Linked DNA regions of Zea mays: region 1 is linked to region 2. The links are chromatin contacts, called in public Hi-C maps. All regions are on one chromosome and are shown on one strand. Each heading gives the region's core, a stretch centred on a gene start, on an enhancer-like site or on the middle of the called end of the contact. The rest is flanking DNA. Distances are from core to core; before and after follow the strand shown. Region 1 holds the start of LOC100281806 (Heat shock cognate 70 kDa protein 2). Region 2 has its middle 79 kb from the start of LOC100281806.

Region 1 (5,119 bases), core at 1,688-4,187, 79 kb after region 2:
AAGCCTTCAAAGATAGATTGGGGACTTCTCAACCAACATCTATGGTTTTCAACTTGTCTGAGTTGGTTCAGCCTGTTATCAACCTGTCAACATTGGAGATGCCCTTCTCCCGCAGTGAGATAGACCAGATCATCAGGAACTTACTTGCTAACAAGTCGCCAGGCCCTGATGTTTTAACACGGATTTTGTGCGTAAATGTTGGCCGGTGATTGCTTCAGACTTTTATGAGCTTTGTGATAAGTTTTACGATGGATCAATCTGCATGGAAAGTATTAATGGATCTTATGTGACTCTCATCCCTAAGCACAGCTCTCCTGCCTCGATGGGCGATTATAGATAGATATCTCTCCTCAACACAAGTATGAAAATCCTGACTAAACTTCTCGCTAATCGACTGCAGCTAGTTATTACTAAATTAGTCCACCAGAATCAATACGGCTTCCTCAAGGCAAGGACAATTCAGGACTGTCTAGCATGGGCCTTTGAATACATCTCTATCTGTCACAAGTCGGGTAAAGAAATGGTCATCTTAAAATTGGACTTTGAAAAAGCTTTTGACAAATTAGAGCATGCAGCTATCATTGATATTTTGAGACATAAGGGTTTTGGGGACAAATGGATACACTGGATCTCTTTGATTCTTGGCTCTAGCACTTCGCAAGTTCTTTTAAATGGTGTCCCGGGAAAACGTTTTCATTGCAGGTGTGGGGTCCGTCAGGGGGATCCCTTGTCCCCCCTTCTCTTTGTTCTAGCAGCAGATCTGCTTCAGTCAATCATTAACAAGGCCAAAGATTGTGGCATCCTCAAGCTACCAATCCCGCTTTCCTATGGATCTGACTTTCCGGTTATCCAGTATGCAGATGATACAATTCTGATTTTGGAAGCGTGCCCTAGACAACTCTTCTTCCTTAAAGCGATGCTTAATTCATTTGCAGACTCGACAGGACTCCATGTGAATTATCACAAATCTAATATTTATCCCATCAATGTTTCAGAGCAGAAAATGACAGTTTTAGCTAATACGTTCCACTGCAAGGTTGGGTCTTTGCCTTTCACGTATCTTGGGCTTCCTTTGGGGCTTAAAAACCCAAATTGGAAGCATTCCTTCCTCTCATTCAGAAGATTGAAAGAAGACTCGCTTCAACTTCTATATTTTTATCTCAGGCTGGTAGATTACAAATGGTCAACACGGTATTTTTCTTCTCTTCCAACTTACTACATGTGCACCCTGAAGCTCCCCAAAACTGTGATTAAACAGATTAACAAACTTCGACGGCACTGTCTTTGGAGAGGGACAGACATAAATGCAAAAAAAACCTTCTCAAGTTGCTTGGAAGTCAGTCTGCAAACCAAAAACCCAGGGGTACTTGGAGTCATCAATCTTGAGTTGCAAAATAAAGCGCTCCTTATGAAATGCCTCCATAAATTCTTTAATAGAGTCAACATCCCGTGGGTTAACATTATCTGGGCCACTCATTATAGCAATTCTTTGCCTTCAGTTAAACCGGTTGGTTCGTTCTGGTGGAAAGATATTCTCAAAATCCAAGATGTATTTAAGGAAATAGCCCGAGTGGAGATTGGAAATGGAAAAACTACTCTCCTTTGGCATGATCGTTGGAATGGTCTGCACACATCTAAAAGATTCCCGGAGCTTTAGTCTTTTGCCTCTGTCAGAGAGATCAACATTAATCAAGCTCGGATGGCTTCTCCGAATGAATTGTTCCACACTCCCCTTTCTGCTGAAGCGTTCGGGCAACTACTTTCACTTCAGGACATTCTAGCTAATCTTCAGTTGCATGATCACAATGATATTTGGCCCTGCAGTGCCTCTTCCAATCTGTTTTCATCTCAGAAGGTTTATTCTCACTTGGTTGGCACCCATCAGTCGCACCCCCTCTTCTCTTGGTTATGGAAATCTAAATGCCAACCTAAACACAAGGTGTTTTTTTGGTTATTGCTCAAAAATAGATTGAATACTCGCTCCTTCCTCAAGCGACGTTCAATGCCTTTGGACTCTTTCACCTGCGATAATTGCATTCTTCAGATTGAAGAGACGGTTATTCATCTCTTCTTCAGATGTAACTTTGCTCGGAGATGTTGGTTACTTTTGGGCTTCCTCCCGCCACGTACAACGGATCTCCTGCATACCTTAATGAGGATTAGAAGGAGATTACAAGTCTCTTGGAGGTTAGAAACTATTATCATTATGACGTGGTGCATCTGGAGGAGCAGAAACAATTGGATTTTCAACGAGATCCCTCCCTCAGTTATTGAGTGCAAGGCTATGTTCAGGAACGAAATTTTCCTGTTGTGTCATCGAGTCAAGCCTAATCTTAAGGAGGAAATTTCCATTTGGTTACATCATTTAGGGCTGTAACTCTTCCCCTGCTTTTTCTTCCCTTTCTTTGTAATTTTCCTTTTCTTCTCATGACTTTGGTTTTTTTTGAGTTAATAAAATTACTGTAGGACCTTCCTACAGTACCTTCACTTTAAAAAAATTTATTCTGGAACAATATATTTTCGGGTTTTTTTAAAATGTTAGTACATGCCACTATACCATGGGCCATGGCACATGATTGGGACTGGGTTACACAAACGGACCCAACTTGAGCAAGAAGCCTCCTACTGGGCTTCCGAATTTCGAAGGAATTCGTAGCTGCTCTGTTCCGGTCAAACTCGGCGGCCTCCGAAATGGGATCGAACCCAACACGGCAACACGCCGAAGCAACGCATGAACCACCAGTCACCGGCGACGCGGGAGGGAAAGTCTCCATTTCGAGAACCTTCCTGTACACTCTAGAATCCCCACCCTCACGAATGGATCCAAGTTCCCCACGACGTGCCCGTGTCGACGGCCGTGACGTGCCGGAACATTCTAGAACCCCTCCCGGCCACACAAACCTTTAAATCCAGTCCCACATCGTCTCCTTCCTCCTCGTCCACCCATTCCTCGTTCTTCCTTAATTCCTCATTTCCTCCACGTACGCGTGCATACTCTGCGAGTCCAGGAGGTATTTTCCCCCTTCTTCACGATACTCTCGACGAGAGCGTCTCCATGGCCGGAAAAGGAGACGGGCCGGCGATCGGCATCGACCTCGGTACGACCTACTCGTGCGTCGGGGTGTGGCAGCATGACCGAGTCGAGATCATCGCCAACGACCAGGGCAACCGTACAACGCCGTCTTATGTCGCGTTCACCGATTCGGAGAGGCTCGTCGGCGACGCCGCCAAGAACCAGGTCGCCATGAACCCCATCAACACCGTCTTCGGTAAGCCGATCATCACCAATCTTTTGTTACGTGCGCTGTTTATCTGTTTGTTCGATCCATTAATACACGGGGTTTGGGTGTGGGTGTGGGACTAATACGCTGTGTGGTTTGTTGATCCGTTTGCGCGCATTTGCAGACGCGAAGCGGCTCATCGGCCGGCGCTTCTCTGACGCGTCGGTGCAGAGTGACGCCAAGCTATGGCCTTTCAAGGTGATCCCGGGCTCCGGCGACAAGCCCATGATCGGGGTGCAGTTCAGGGGCGAGGAGAAACAGTTCTCGGCCGAGGAGATCAGCTCCATGATCCTGAACAAGATGAAGGAGACGGCCGAGGCTTACCTCGGCACCACCATCAAGAACGCTGTCGTCACCGTCCCGGCCTACTTCAACGACTCCCAGCGCCAGGCCACCAAGGACGCCGGCGTCATCTCCGGCCTCAACGTCATGCGCATCATCAACGAGCCCACCGCCGCGGCCATCGCATACGGGCTCGACAAGAAGTCGAGCAGCGACGGCGAGAAGAACGTCCTCATCTTCGACCTCGGCGGCGGTACCTTTGACGTCTCGCTCCTCACCATCGAGGAGGGCATCTTTGAGGTCAAGGCCACCGCCGGCGATACCCACCTGGGAGGCGAGGACTTCGACAACCGGCTCGTGAACCACTTCGTCCAGGAGTTCAAGAGGAAGAACAAGAAGGACATCACTGGCAACCCCAGGGCGCTCCGGCGGCTGAGGACCGCCTGCGAGAGGGCTAAGAGGACGCTCTCCTCCACCGCCCAAACCACCATCGAGATCGACTCGCTCTATGAGGGCATCGACTTCTACACGACCATCACCCGTGCCCGGTTCGAGGAGCTCAACATGGACCTCTTCCGCAAGTGCATGGAGCCCGTGGAGAAGTGCCTCCGCGACGCCAAGATGGACAAGAGCAGCGTGCACGACGTCGTTCTCGTGGGCGGCTCCACTCGCATCCCCCGCGTGCAGCAGCTGCTCCAGGACTTCTTCAACGGCAAGGAGCTGTGCAAGAGCATCAACCCAGACGAGGCTGTCGCGTACGGCGCGGCCGTCCAGGCCGCCATCCTCACTGGCGAGGGCAACGAGAAGGTTCAGGATCTGCTCCTGCTCGACGTCTCGCCGCTCTCGCTCGGCCTGGAGACGGCCGGAGGCGTCATGACTGTGCTCATCCCCAGGAACACCACCATCCCGACAAAGAAGGAGCAGGTCTTCTCCACTTACTCCGACAACCAGCCCGGCGTGCTCATCCAGGTGTACGAAGGTGAGAGGGCCAGGACCAAAGACAACAATCTGCTCGGCAAGTTCGAGCTCTCTGGCATCCCTCCGGCGCCCAGGGGCGTCCCCCAGATCACCGTGTGTTTCGACATGGACGCGAACGGCATCCTCAACGTGTCAGCTGAGGACAAGACAACCGGCCAGAAGAATAAGATCACGATCACCAACGATAAGGGCCGGCTAAGTAAGGAGGAGATCGAGAAGATGGTGCAGGAGGCAGAGAAGTACAAGGCCGAGGACGAGGAACACCAGAAGAAGGTGAACGCCAAGAACACGCTCGAGAACTACGCCTACAATATGCGCAACACCATCAGAGACGACAAGATCGCCTCCAAGCTACCGGAGGACGACAAGAAAAAGATCGATGACGCCGTCGAGGGGGCCATCAATTGGCTCGACAACAACCAGCTCGCCGAGGTTGATGAGTTTGAGGACAAGATGAAGGAGCTGGAGGGCATCTGCAACCCCATCATCGCGAAGATGTATCAGGGCGCCGCTGGTCCTGACATGGCCGGTGGCATGGATCAGGATGCTTCGCCGGCTGGTGGCAGCGGTGCTGGACC
Region 2 (4,903 bases), core at 487-2,986:
AGTGATCAAGGGCACAACTTGCCTGGGACTTGAGATTCTAGGTACCAGGATGATCTTCAGGTGACTCGTAACCTCGCTGCTAATCGTAGCAATACAGACAAACATGGTATAGGAAAAAAATTAACATCACACCAAACATAAGCACAAACTGAATAATAATATTCTACGCGTTGTAACTAGATCCTAGGCTCGAGAATCACTAAAATCGGGCTTACGGTCAAAGAGTTATGATTTTCGAAAGATTTTCATGATTAAATAAGTAAAACCATATTCTATGTTGATTATATAAACTATATGAAAAAGGATATTAAAGAGACAACTAACTCAACTTTACTCTAATTTATAACATACTTAAAGATCATACTTTAGTCGATTCCAGAGGAACCAAATTAAAATACTTCTTTTAGCTTGGGCTAGTATAGTTAACCTTATAAACGTATGTATTTAATTATTTTAAGATCATGTTACATGATAAAACAATGTCACTAATGCATGAGAAATTTGATTAGGAAGCTAACATAATTTGAACGGACTAAAATCGAGTTAAAATGAGAAAGTTACGAGCTAAAGAAGTTTAGGGTGTTTTTAATATGATCTACACATCTAACTCAATCACCAGGGACCTTTTTGAAAAATCTGAGGGCCTATTTGCACTTCCAAAAGTTAATTCTGAGGATGCTACTGTAAAAGTAGGATGGCGGGTTGAATACCTATAAAGCTAGGAGCTCATATGCACTTTGGCACGACTGAAGGGGTAACAAGGCGTGTGAGCTGTTCGATATGAAACTGGTGGTCTAGATTAGATCTAAACCCACCAACACACCTGAGCCGACCGATGAAATCCCACGGCTCCGATTCAGACACACCGAGGTCAAATCTTTGATCGCACATCGGCCGATCTACGGCCAAGATCCAATGGCCCGAATTGGCAACACTCGCCCAAATCACTATCGTCCATTTGCGGATCAAAGGCCACAATCTCATCTTCTACCTCCCAGCTCCAGCAGTGGCGGCGGCGACCCACACGGTGGAGGTTAAGCCGGCGAAGGCCATGAGGTCGAACTGCTGGAGCACTCCATGCGACAAGAATAGGGAGCGTCCGTGCCTGAGTTGCTGAAATGGCGGGCGCAGGAAGCTATATGGTGGCCACAAGCAACAGCGAGCCATCGAGAGAAGCAAGAATGGCGTAGAGAGTCGCTCCATGGACAGCAAGACGCGACCGCGATAAGGCGTGCGGTCCCGCGTGGAGGGGAGCAGGGACACACCAGAGGTCAGAGACGATGGCTCGGTGGCGGAAGACGACGATGTCATGGCGGCTGGCGGCGCTGCGCCAAGGTGGGGTCAGGGACGACCGACACGGTCGGGCTTGAGGACGAGCGTCGAGAAGCCACGACCGGTGAGGAAAGTCGACGATGCGAGGGAGCTCGCCATGGATCTCGGCGTCCGGCCCATGCTAGCCATGTGGAGCAGAGGGAGGCACAGGGACCGACGAGGCGACGACCATGGGGAAAAGTGGTCGATGCGGGGAGCTCGGGATTTAGTCGCGGGTGAGCTGGTCAGGGCGGGCGGATATGGCGCAACGGCCCCCGGTGGTCAGACCGATTTTGGCGCTTGTTTCTCGGAGGCGTCCATGCGAGTATCACGAGGAAGGAGGCAGGCAACAGGAGAATCGGAGGATCCAACGACCGATCCAGAAGAAGCTTCTGTCACATGGGACCCACACGTAAGTGATATACCCTAGCGACTCGGTCATGGGCCAGGCGGGTAACATCACTAGGCCGATGCCCAGGGGTTCGGCTGGGCCGAGGGCAGAGAAAGGGGCCCAATGTTAATAGTAGAGCACTTTTCTCTCTCTTTTTTATTTTCTAGCTTTCTATTTTCTTTCTTTTCCATCTCCTACATTTATATTTTTGAATTTTGGTTTGAAATTTGCACACACGCAATTTGAAATGCTCAAACAAATAAAACTCCAGCATGTGATGCAAGGCAAATTTTATTTATTTATTGGTCACATGACTATTTTAATATTCCTAATTGATTATAAAAGAAAAGGCCCTAATAATTTCCAAAGGTCAAACAAAATCTCAAACCTTATTATAAATATATTTATTTATTTATTTTATTATATATATTTTTCTACCAATTTTGGGCTTTACAGGGGAGCATTGATATTTGGAAGGAGAAGGTGAAAAGGCTTAAAAGATGTTTAAGGTTTGGAATTACAATTTTGAGGGGAGTTCTAAAAACAGAAAGAAGGAGCTAACTCAAAAAAAAAATATGAGTTAGATGTTAAGAGTGAATCGGTGGGTTTAAATCCGGTGGACATTTGTATGAAATTTGATTGTGAGTTCTCATTAAAGAAGGTGATGAGTGAGAAAGAGATTAAGTTAAGACAGAGGGCTAGAGAGACACACGTTCATGAAGGAGATGAAAATACCAAATATCTCCATCTCAAAGCTAAAGGCAAAATAAGCAGGATTAGGATTCACTCCTTGAATAGTAATGCAGTGGTTATTCATGGAGATAAGGAAATTAACGAGGTTGCCACTGAATTTTACAAAGTTCTCTTTGGTCATCCTTCTAATTCTCATATTTATATGAGAAATATGGACATGAATAGATTAAATGATGAAGACAGAATCTTCCTTACTTCTCCTTTCTGTGAGAAAGAGATTAAGGAAGTGGTTTTCTCGCACAATCATAATAGTCCTCCAGACCCTAATGGCTTACCCTCTAAATTCTTCGAAGATTTTTGGGACCTCATTAGAAGGGAACTACTAGCTATGTTTGAGGACTTTTACAAGGGGGTTCTTCACATAGAAAGGCTAAATTATGGGGTGATTACTCTGATTCCGAAAGTTGATAATGCAAATGAAATGAAAAACTACCGTCCTATTATCCTTCTCAATGTCTATTACAAGATTTTTAGTGAAGTCTTGAACAACAGGTTAGCCTCTTGTATTTTCAAAGTTATTAGTGATTCCAAATTAGTTTTCTTGAAGGTTGTTATATTTTGGATAGTGTGGCTTCTTTACATGAGATCATTCATGAAGTTAGGAGGAAAAAACAAAGTGGTGTGATGATCAAAATCAACTTTGAAAAGGCCTATGACAAGGTAAATTGGCACTTTCTATATCAAATGTTGAAAAATAAAGGTTTCAGTGATGTGTGGTGTGACTGGGTGATGGAAATAGTGTGGGGGGCAGAGTGGCTGTTAGGACTAATGACATCACTGGCCCCTTCTTCTCCACCCACAAAGGGGTGAGACAAGGTGAAAGGGAAATAGGGTTAAACCTTTTCCTAAAATAATTTTGGTGGTTGAATTGCCCAACACAAATAATTGGACTAATTAGTTTGCTCTAGATTATAAGTTCTACAGGTGTCAAAGGTTCAACACAAACCAATAAAAAGTCCAGAAACGATTTAAAAAAAGGAGCAAAAGACAACCGAAGGCTGCCCTGGTCTGGCGCACCGGACTGTCCGGTGTGCCACCGGACAGTGTCCGGTGCACCAGGGAGATCAAGTCTGAACTGCTCAGCTTCGGGATTTTGGGGAGCCACTCCACTATAATTCACCGGACTGTTTGGTGTGTCAAGTGGAGCAACGGTCGACAGCGCAACGGTTGGCTGACAATGCTACAGTGCGCGGACTGCGCGCAGAGTCAGAGCAGGCGCCAGAAGGCGCACCGGACAGTGAACAGTGCCTGTCCGGTGCACCACCGGACTGTCCGGTGGCCCCACTTGTCAGAGCTCCAACGGTCAAACCCTAACGGTTGGGTGACGTGGCTGGCGCACCGGACAGTGTCCGGTGGCACACCGGACTATCCGGTGCGCCCATCGACAGCAGCCCCTCCCAACGACCACTTTAGTGGTTGGGGCTATGAATACCCCCCCAACCACCACACTTCAAGGCATCCAAGTTTTTCAGCCAACACATTCAATACAAGAGCTAGTGCATTCAATACAAGACATAATTAGATTGAATCAAAGCCTATCCAAGTCCCAATTTCACTCAAAGCAATTAGTGACTAGAAGAGAGAGTTTTGCCCGTGTTCTTTGAGCTCTTGCGCTTGGATCGCTTTTCTTCTTCCCATTTCTTGTTCCCAAGACTTTTGTAATCAAAGCAAGAGACACCAATTGTGTGGTGGTCCTTGTGGGGACTAAGTGTCCCAATTGATTGAGGAGAAAAGCTCACTCGGTCTAAGTGACCGTTTGAGAGAGGGAAAGGGTTGAAAGAGACCCGGTCTTTGTGACCACCTCAACGGGGAGTAGGTTTGCAAGAACCGAACCTCGGTAAAACAAATCGCAGTGTCACACTCTTCATTTGCTTGTGATTTGTTTTTGCCCTCTCTTTCGGACTCGCTTTTATTTCTAACGCTAACCCCGGCTTGTAGTGGTGCTTAAAGTTTATAAATTTCAGATTTGCCTATTCACCCCCACCCCCCCTCTAGGCGACTTTCAATTGGTATCAGAGCCCGATACTTCATTAGAGTCTAACCGCTCGAAGTAATGTTGGGAGCTCACGCCAAGAAGGAGATGGTGACCGGCGAGAAGCCCGCCACAAGCCACGGGAAAGCTCCATCGGGAGAGTCCGGCAACAAGAAGAGGGAGGAATCACCTCCCTGCGTCAAGTCGCACCGGAGTGGCGACAAGAAAAAAAATGAAGAAAGTGGTCTACTACGAGACCGATTCTTCATCGCCTTCCACCTCCGGCTCCGACATGCCGTCCGTCACTTCTAAGTGCCATGAGCGCAAGAAGTTTAGTAAGATCCCCCTACGCTACCCTCACATTTCTAAACATACTCCTTTACTTTCCGTCCCATTAGGCAAACCACCGGCTTTTAATGGTGAAGATTATTCTAGGTGGAGTGAAATGATGAAATATCACCTAACCTCACTCCACA

The links. Hi-C and Micro-C count contacts between places; a contact is called where the count stands out from the background.
Region 1: a contact with region 2 is called in a Hi-C map of leaf, with 5 times the contacts expected there. The contact joins the promoter of LOC100281806 here to the enhancer-like site in region 2. A contact is called at or near these places in 3 of 25 Hi-C or Micro-C datasets (bundle sheath and leaf).

Annotation. Positions count from the first base shown.
Region 1 is chr1:41,025,951-41,031,069 of Zm-B73-REFERENCE-NAM-5.0, forward strand. It overlaps LOC100281806 (Heat shock cognate 70 kDa protein 2), which reads left to right and starts at 2,938. Exons shown (of 2, transcript NM_001154726.2): 1 at 2,938-3,269; 2 at 3,406-5,119. The coding sequence starts at 3,056.
Region 2 is chr1:40,947,810-40,952,712 of Zm-B73-REFERENCE-NAM-5.0, forward strand. No RefSeq gene overlaps it. Among protein-coding and RNA genes, the nearest start is that of LOC100281806, 79 kb to the right of the region's middle. Within about 2 kb of position 1,737, at least 19 of the 20 cell types and tissues checked have an H3K27ac peak or open chromatin away from gene starts, as enhancers often do. A contact at or near this core is called in bundle sheath and leaf, where this site is marked.